Regions from separate parts of the Xenopus laevis genome. Here region 2 is linked to region 1. A link is a contact called in public Hi-C data. All regions are on one chromosome and are shown on one strand. The core of a region is the stretch at or near the end of the contact, and the rest is flanking DNA. Distances in the headings are between cores, read along the strand shown.

The links. Hi-C and Micro-C count contacts between places; a contact is called where the count stands out from the background.
Region 2: a contact with region 1 is called in a Hi-C map of the XL177 cell line, with 3 times the contacts expected there. The contact joins the promoter of hrh3.L here to the enhancer-like site in region 1. A contact is called at or near these places in 2 of 4 Hi-C or Micro-C datasets (the XL177 cell line and the XTC cell line).

What each region holds. Positions count from the first base shown.
Region 1 is chr9_10L:14,913,033-14,916,560 of Xenopus_laevis_v10.1, reverse strand. It overlaps osbpl2.L (oxysterol binding protein like 2 L homeolog), which reads left to right. Exons shown (of 14, transcript NM_001086843.1): 7 at 1-156; 8 at 715-822; 9 at 1,207-1,296. Among protein-coding and RNA genes, the nearest start is that of adrm1.L, 15 kb to the right of the region's middle. Within about 2 kb of position 1,375, at least 2 of the 7 cell types and tissues checked have an H3K27ac peak or open chromatin away from gene starts, as enhancers often do.
Region 2 is chr9_10L:14,986,533-14,990,431 of Xenopus_laevis_v10.1, reverse strand. hrh3.L (histamine H3 receptor) reads right to left here and starts at 2,351. Exons shown (of 3, transcript XM_018234978.2): 1 at 1,627-2,351. The coding sequence starts at 1,870.

The sequences.
Region 1 (3,528 bases), core at 126-2,625:
TGAACAAGTGAGCCATCACCCGCCAGTCAGTGCCTTCCATGCCGAAGGTCTCAACAAGGACTTTATTTTTCATGGTTCAATCTATCCCAAGTTAAAGTTTTGGGGAAAGAGTGTGGAAGCTGAACCCCGAGGCACCATAACTCTGGAGCTGCTGAAGTAAGTGCTTTTGGGAGACTTATATTCTATCTGCTTCTTTCTATCCCTGTCTTCCTGCTCCTTTTTTCCTGGGTCTCTTTTAAACTCCAACCACCAGTTTATGGTGTCGGTGAAAGGGAGGACCCACCTACTGGTTAGAACTGCAGCTGAAAGAAACAATATAGAGACTTCCCTCCCCAGGGAGACAGAAAATATAGGCTGCTTGTATGAAGCGGCATATGGTATTTAGGGGTTGTTCACCATTGAGTTAACTTTTAGTATGATGTAGAGAGTAATATTCTGAGACAAGTTGTAATTGGTTTCATTTTTTATTATTTGTGTTTTTTGAGTTATTCTGCAGCTATTTCAGCTATCTGGTTGCTAGGGTTCAAATTAAAGTGACAATATTTCTAGCTCCATGGCAGATTTCAAAATTAAATATAAAATCGGTTTGCTCTTTTGAGAAATGGATTTCAGTGCAGAATTCTGTTGGAGCAAGACTATTAACTGATGTGTTTTTGAAAAAAAAAAACATGTTTTCCCATGACCCCCAACTAAGCTCAGTTGTATAACCCACAGGCACAAAGAAGCGTACACTTGGACAAACCCCACATGCTGCGTGCACAATGTCATTATTGGCAAGCTGTGGATCGAGCAGTATGGGACAGTAGAGATCATAAACCACAGGTAAGTGTCTGGTGGAAAACAACATGGCGTCCTGCTGGCGTCATTTTTAACAATGCTTTGCTTTTTCAATAGTTATTTTAATTAATATTTTTATTTTACAATAACTCTAATTCTTATAATCATCACTTCTCATAGTTCGTAAAATCCACTAACCACTATGAGACATGCCCTCCACCTGAATACTTTTCCTTTTCTAAAGTATCTCCAACGCTCTTTTCCTTTTCTGCTCGCGAGTGAGCAGAAAGGCTTCCTTCCCCTGCCGGCACATGGGACAGATTTGCTTCATGCTGTTGCTCAGCGTTGGCAGCTATTTTGAAACTCCATCAACTTATTTTCCTTTTTAAAAGAAAATCCCTAATGCGTTGCTATCTGCCCCCTTCACAGTACTGGAGACAAGTGCCTACTTAATTTTAAGCCCTGTGGCCTGTTTGGGAAGGAGCTGCATCGAGTAGAAGGATATATCCAGGATAAAAAGTGAGTATTCTGCCCCGCCGGATCTGATGTCTCTGTTCTATGTGTAGGTTAGTGCCTGCTTGGAATGTTATGACTGCAGTGTCTGTTTTTCTACTCTGGTGCCTTATAATTAATCCTGGAAGCTATTTATCTAAAGCAGGCCAACCTGTGTGTCTGGACCCCCTGGGGGTCTCAAAGCAGTGCCTGGGAAGGGCCAGCCTGAGGGTAATTTCAGGTAAGCGTGTATGTCGTTCTGGATATTCCTGAAAGTCCATCTCAAAGGTTGACTAGTTTGGGGTAAACAATGACTTGCTGTTTTGGATACTCTTGGAACTATAGACAGACGATTGATATAAAAACAGCCCGATAGATGTCCCTATCTCACGCTCTCTTTAGAGGGCTGGTTCACCTTTAAATTAACTTTTAGTTTGTTATAGAATGGCCAGTGTTTAGCAACTTTTCAATTGGTCTTCACAATTTTTTTTCTAGTTTTTCAATGATTTCAAATAGGGGTTATTGACCCCCACCCATCTAAAAACAAATGCTCTGTAAGGGCTGGGACACACTGGGCGATTTGGGGAGATTTAGTCGCCTGGCGACTAATCGCAGTGACTTTTCTCCCCGAATGGCTCCCCTCGCTCTGCGCCTGGATAAAATGAAAAGTCGCCGGCGCTAATCACACACGGCGATTCGTTTTCCAAAGTCGCCCGAAGTTGCCTCACGAGCAAACTTCGGAAAACGAATCGCCGCGTGTGATTAGCGCAGGCGATTTTTCATTTTAGCCAGGCGCAGAGCGAGGGGAGGCATTCGGGGAAGATTGGTCATGGAAAGTCGCGGCGATTAGTCGACAGGCGACTAAATCTCCCCAAATCGCCCAGTGTGTCCCAGCCCTAAAGCTACAAATGTATTGTTATTGCTACTTTTTGTTACTTTCTACTCAGGCCCTCTCCTATTCATATTCTGTCTTTTATTCAAATCAGTGTATGGTTACTAGGGCCATTTGGACCATAGCAACCATATTGCTGAAATTGCAAACTGGAGAGCTGCTAAATAAAAAGCTAATTAACTCAAAAACCACAAATAATAAAAAATTAAAACCAATTGCATATTGTCTCAGAATATTAGTCTCTACATCAGGGGTCCGCAAACTTTTTTTACCCGTGGGCCACGTTCAAATGTAAAAAAAGTTGGAGAACAACATAAGCATGAAAAATGTTCCTCGTGTGTCAAATATGGGCTGTGATTGGCTTATATTGGTAGCCTCTATGCGGACTGGCAGCTTACAGGAGCCTCTGTTTGGCAATACACATGGTTTGTATGTAACTAAAACTTACCTTCAAGCCAGGAACTCAAAAATAAGAACTTTAGGGCCAATGAGAGCAACATCCAAGGGGTCGGAGAGCAAAATGTTGCTCACGAGCCACTGGTTGGGGATCACTGCTCTACATCATACTAAAAGTTAACTCAAAGGTGAGCAACCCCTTTAATAATGTTCCCATGTGTCCGCAGCTATTGGTTAACAGACACAAAGCATGACATTTTGGCCAGAAACTCAACATACTCATCGGGACAGAATGTACCAGTCATCCATTTTCTTTTGAGTTTTAGATTGTGTGTGCTTGTACCTAGCCCCTGATTCCGCAATTCTGCAGCTGAGAGCCCAGTATTACCTTGGCCTGCCAAAGTCGTGCTGCTTCTGTGTTTGTTAGGGGCTCTGCTGACAGGCCAAGTACTTCTCAGCACTTAACTGAATTAATTAGAGGAGTCAGGCTTTCCTCCCTAGAGCACAGGCATCAGTCTGCCTGAGGGATGTACTGGAGCCAGTCGTGAGCATGGCCTGGCCTTGGCAGTGAGCTGCATATGTACAAAAAGTTTGTGCTGAATGTACTAGGGGCAGAATAGGAAATCTAATATTCAGCCTACATGACAGAATATCAACTGCCACTCAGCACTTTTCTTCTTTCCCTGTCTGTCAGAGTGGCCATGCTGCTAACAGGGAAGATCTGTGTCTCCAAAGATGCCCCAGTAGCTCCCCATCTTCTTTTCTGCTGATTCACTGCACATGCTCTGTGCTGCTGTCACTTACTGAGCTTAGGGACCCACTCACAATATACAGTACACATAGAATAGAAATGTCACAATATAAGGCTGATTAGTAATTAATCCAGATAATTACTACATGGCAGCACAGAAACCAGTGCAATTAGCATCACAATTTAATAATCAGCCCTGTAGCATCAGCTTATATCATAG
Region 2 (3,899 bases), core at 1,102-3,601, 73 kb before region 1:
ATGTTATTTCTATAGCTTATATTAAGAAATGTAAACCTGCATCTTTTGCACTGCCTTGAATTTACCCCAACAATCTCACACTAAACTGAAGGCACCCCAAAAATCTTGCACATAGATGGCTGAGCCCCTGTTACCATGAACTGAGCCAAATGTTCTGCAGCAATCCTGCACTAAACTGAATATATGTTAGCTGGTTGAACCCCAAGAGTCTTGCACTAAGACAAATGTACTCCAGCAATCTTGCTCTGACTTCAAATTATTGTGCTAAGATGGCTGTACCTCACAAATCCTGCCATGAGCTTGATGTACCCCAAATTATTGTGCTAAGATGGCTGTACCTCACAAATACTGCCCTGAGCTCGATGTACCCCAAATTATTGTGCTAAGATGGCTGTACCTCACAAATACTGCCCTGAGCTCGATGTACCCCAAATTATTGTGCTAAGAGGGCCGTACCCTAAGACTCCTGCACTGAGCTGGGTGAATACTAAATGTACCTCAAAAAATTTGTACTGCAGCCCAGGAGTCTTGCACTAAATTGTATGGGCCACAAGAACAATTAACTGATATGGCTGTACCCCAAAAATCTATTATTATGCTGGCTGTGCCCCTGGATCCTTCTGAGCTGGCCCCTGGAGTACTTTTGTTTTCCAAAAATCTTGCACTGAACTAATTTCAACCCAGTAACTTTGTACTGAGCTGATTGTACCTCTAAAACCCTGTACTAAGCTAAATAAACACCAAGAATATAGTACAACAGATGAACCCCTGGAATGCTGCACAGAGCTGACTGTAACTGGGGAATCTTGCAATGAATTGGCTGTACCCTAAAGATCTTGTAATGAGCTGCCATTTAGTTGTCCCTTCTGGGCTGCACCCAAGTGTTTATTTGTCTGCTTGGGAATTAGACAGGGGTGCAGAATAAAATATTCTGGAGGTACATTCCTTCTAGGGAATCAAAGTTGGAGGGTTGCAGATATTGGGGATACAATTCTACTACGGAATCAGAGATTTAGATGTGCAGAATAGAATGTTGGGGATATATTTCTACTGGGGGATGAGAGATGTAAAGGTGCTAAATAGAATGTTGGGGATACATTCTGAATATTATTTCAGAGCTGTAGGGGTGCAGAACTGAATATTAGGCATGCCGAATGCCGATTCCTACTAAGGAACTAGAGATGTAGGGGTGCAGAATAGAATGTTGGGGATACATTCCTACTAAGGGAATCAGAGCTGTAGGGGTGAAAAATACAAGGTTGGTATACACATTCCTGCTAGTAAATGAGAGCTGTAGGGGTACAGAATAGAATTTTGGGTATACATTCCGACTAGGGAATCAGATCTGTAGGGGTGCAGAATAGAATTTTGGGGATATATACCTACTAGAGAATCAGATCTGTAGGGGTGCAGAATAGAATTTTGGGGAAATATACCTACTAGAGAATCAGATCTGTAGGGGTGCAGAATAGAATTTTAGGTATACATTCCTACTAGGGAATCAGAGCTGTAGGGGTGCAGAATGGAATTTTTGGGATACATTCCTACTAGGGAATCAGAGCTGTAGGGTGCAGAACACAAAGTGGAGATTTTTAATTGCAAAAATGAAAGTGGGAGATACTTTACCTACAAAGAAATCGGAGATAGCCAGGTTGAGAAGGAAGTAATTGTTCTGGGTTCGGAGGCTAGAGTCCACAACAAAAGCCAGCATGACCAGAGCATTCCCCAGCACGGTGGTAACTATCAGGACCCCCATCAGGACAGCCAGGAAGACGGTCCAGGAAAAGTCTGGCACCCCCAGAATGTTGTCTCCTCCGCTGAATCTCCAGGTGTCGTTGAGCTGCTGCCCATTCTGATGGGAGCTGTCCATTTCAGCACCACAGCTGCTGGCCAGAGCTCTAGGAGTGAATCATTTCAGCAGCAGCAGCTGGAGACTCTCTAGAAGCAAAACCATGAACATCTCCAATCTGCCTCCCAGCAGGGGCAATAGGATTGCAGGTTACAGGAGGGGCAGAATTCTGGGAGGCAGTCGGGAAGCGGTTAATTGTAGAGCCAAACTCCTCTGTCTTGTCATGATCTATTCAAGGCAAGTGTCCCATTTGGAAAAGACTTTCTATCCCTCCTTATTCTGCCGATGCCTGTCTGAGTGGCTCCTTATCCTCATCTGTCTGATTCTGCCCCATCTGAATGGTTTTCCTACTCGCAGCTCCAAACCTCCTCCCAGTGTGAAGCGCTCAACCTTCCCCTTCTACCTCTCCCCATTCATTACCCACCTCCAGCCAAAAGTGCTTCAGACACAAGAATGGAACAGCCTCCCCAGGAAACACAAATGCCCAATTAGAAACACCAGCTTGAACCCTATTGCCCCTGTACAGAGCAGCTTTGGAGCACAGATCTGCAGGGGAAGCCTATGGGCAATAGAATAGCCCAGGTCAGGGCACTTTGCTCTCTCTCTCCCTTTTCTCTATTCATATAAAATGCTGTGACTTCTGCTGTGTGTTGTGATGGGAGTGCATCGTCTCCGCTCTGTGTGATATCTTTAGAGGTGGGTGGACTGGGGAATAGATAACATTCTTCATTTTCTTTCCTGATCTGAGGTCGAACCAGTGACCCTTTTACATGGGGATCCTCCAAGGACCTCATTAAATGCTGCTTTGATTTGATTGTGTGGGAAATATTGTGTTTCTCCAAAAAGCCAAACTAACATTTCACAGTTCTGAATATGTCTTATATTAATATTAACTTCCTGTGCTCCTGAGCGCCTCATTGATTCAGAGCAGTTTCCTGGTTCTAAATATATTCAATTATTCAATTCAGTTATATTATACAATTATACATATATAATTATATGTTGTAAAACTGCCCTAGTGTGGTTTGTGTTGCATTAAACCTTCTTATCTCAATTACAATTATTCATGTGCATCAAGATAGCTAGGATCTGTGCCACTGTGACCAATGCTCTGTTATGTGTATAGTTAGCATCTTAGCCATAAAGCAAGGCATGACTGCTGCTTACACTGGGGATCAGATAGGATCTGTACAGCCACTGGGACAGAATGCTCTGTTATACAGATAGCTAGAATCTCAGCCATAAAGCAGGACAGGATTGTTGCTTACAATGGGGATCAGATAGGACCTGTGCAGCCACTGGGACAGAATGCTCTGTTATACAGATAGCTAGAATCTCAGCCATAAAGTAGGGCAGGACTGCTGCTTACACTGGGGATCAGATAGGATCTGTGCAACCACTGGGACAGAATGTTCTGTTATACAGATAGCTAGAATATCTGCCATAAAGCAGGGCAGGACTGCTGCTTACAATGGGGATCAGATAGGATCTGTGCAGCCACTGGGACAGAATGCTCGGTTATACAGATAGCTAGAATCTTCGCCATAAAGCAGGACAGGACTGGTGCTTACAATGGGGATCAGATAGAATATGTGTAGCCACTGGGACAGAATTCTCTGTTATACAGATAGCTAGAATCTCAGCCATAAAGCAGGGTCAAGGCTGCTATTTATATTAGACATGCAGGTTTATATATATATATATATATATATATATATATATATATATCTATATATCTATATCTATCTATCTATACAGTATCTATCTATCTATCTATCTATCTATATATATATATATACTGTATATATATATATATATATATATATATATATATATATATATATATATATATATATATATATATATATATATATATATATATATGTACTGTATATATTATTTATATCTGCCATTGCCTGCAAATAACTGGACTACAGAGTACAGCAAATAGTGTGGTGCCACAGATTAGGCAAACGTTCATGAACATGTGTAGCCAGTTGTCTGTGACACCCTGACGGCCAATCAATAAGAAGGTTTCCAACTAACAAAC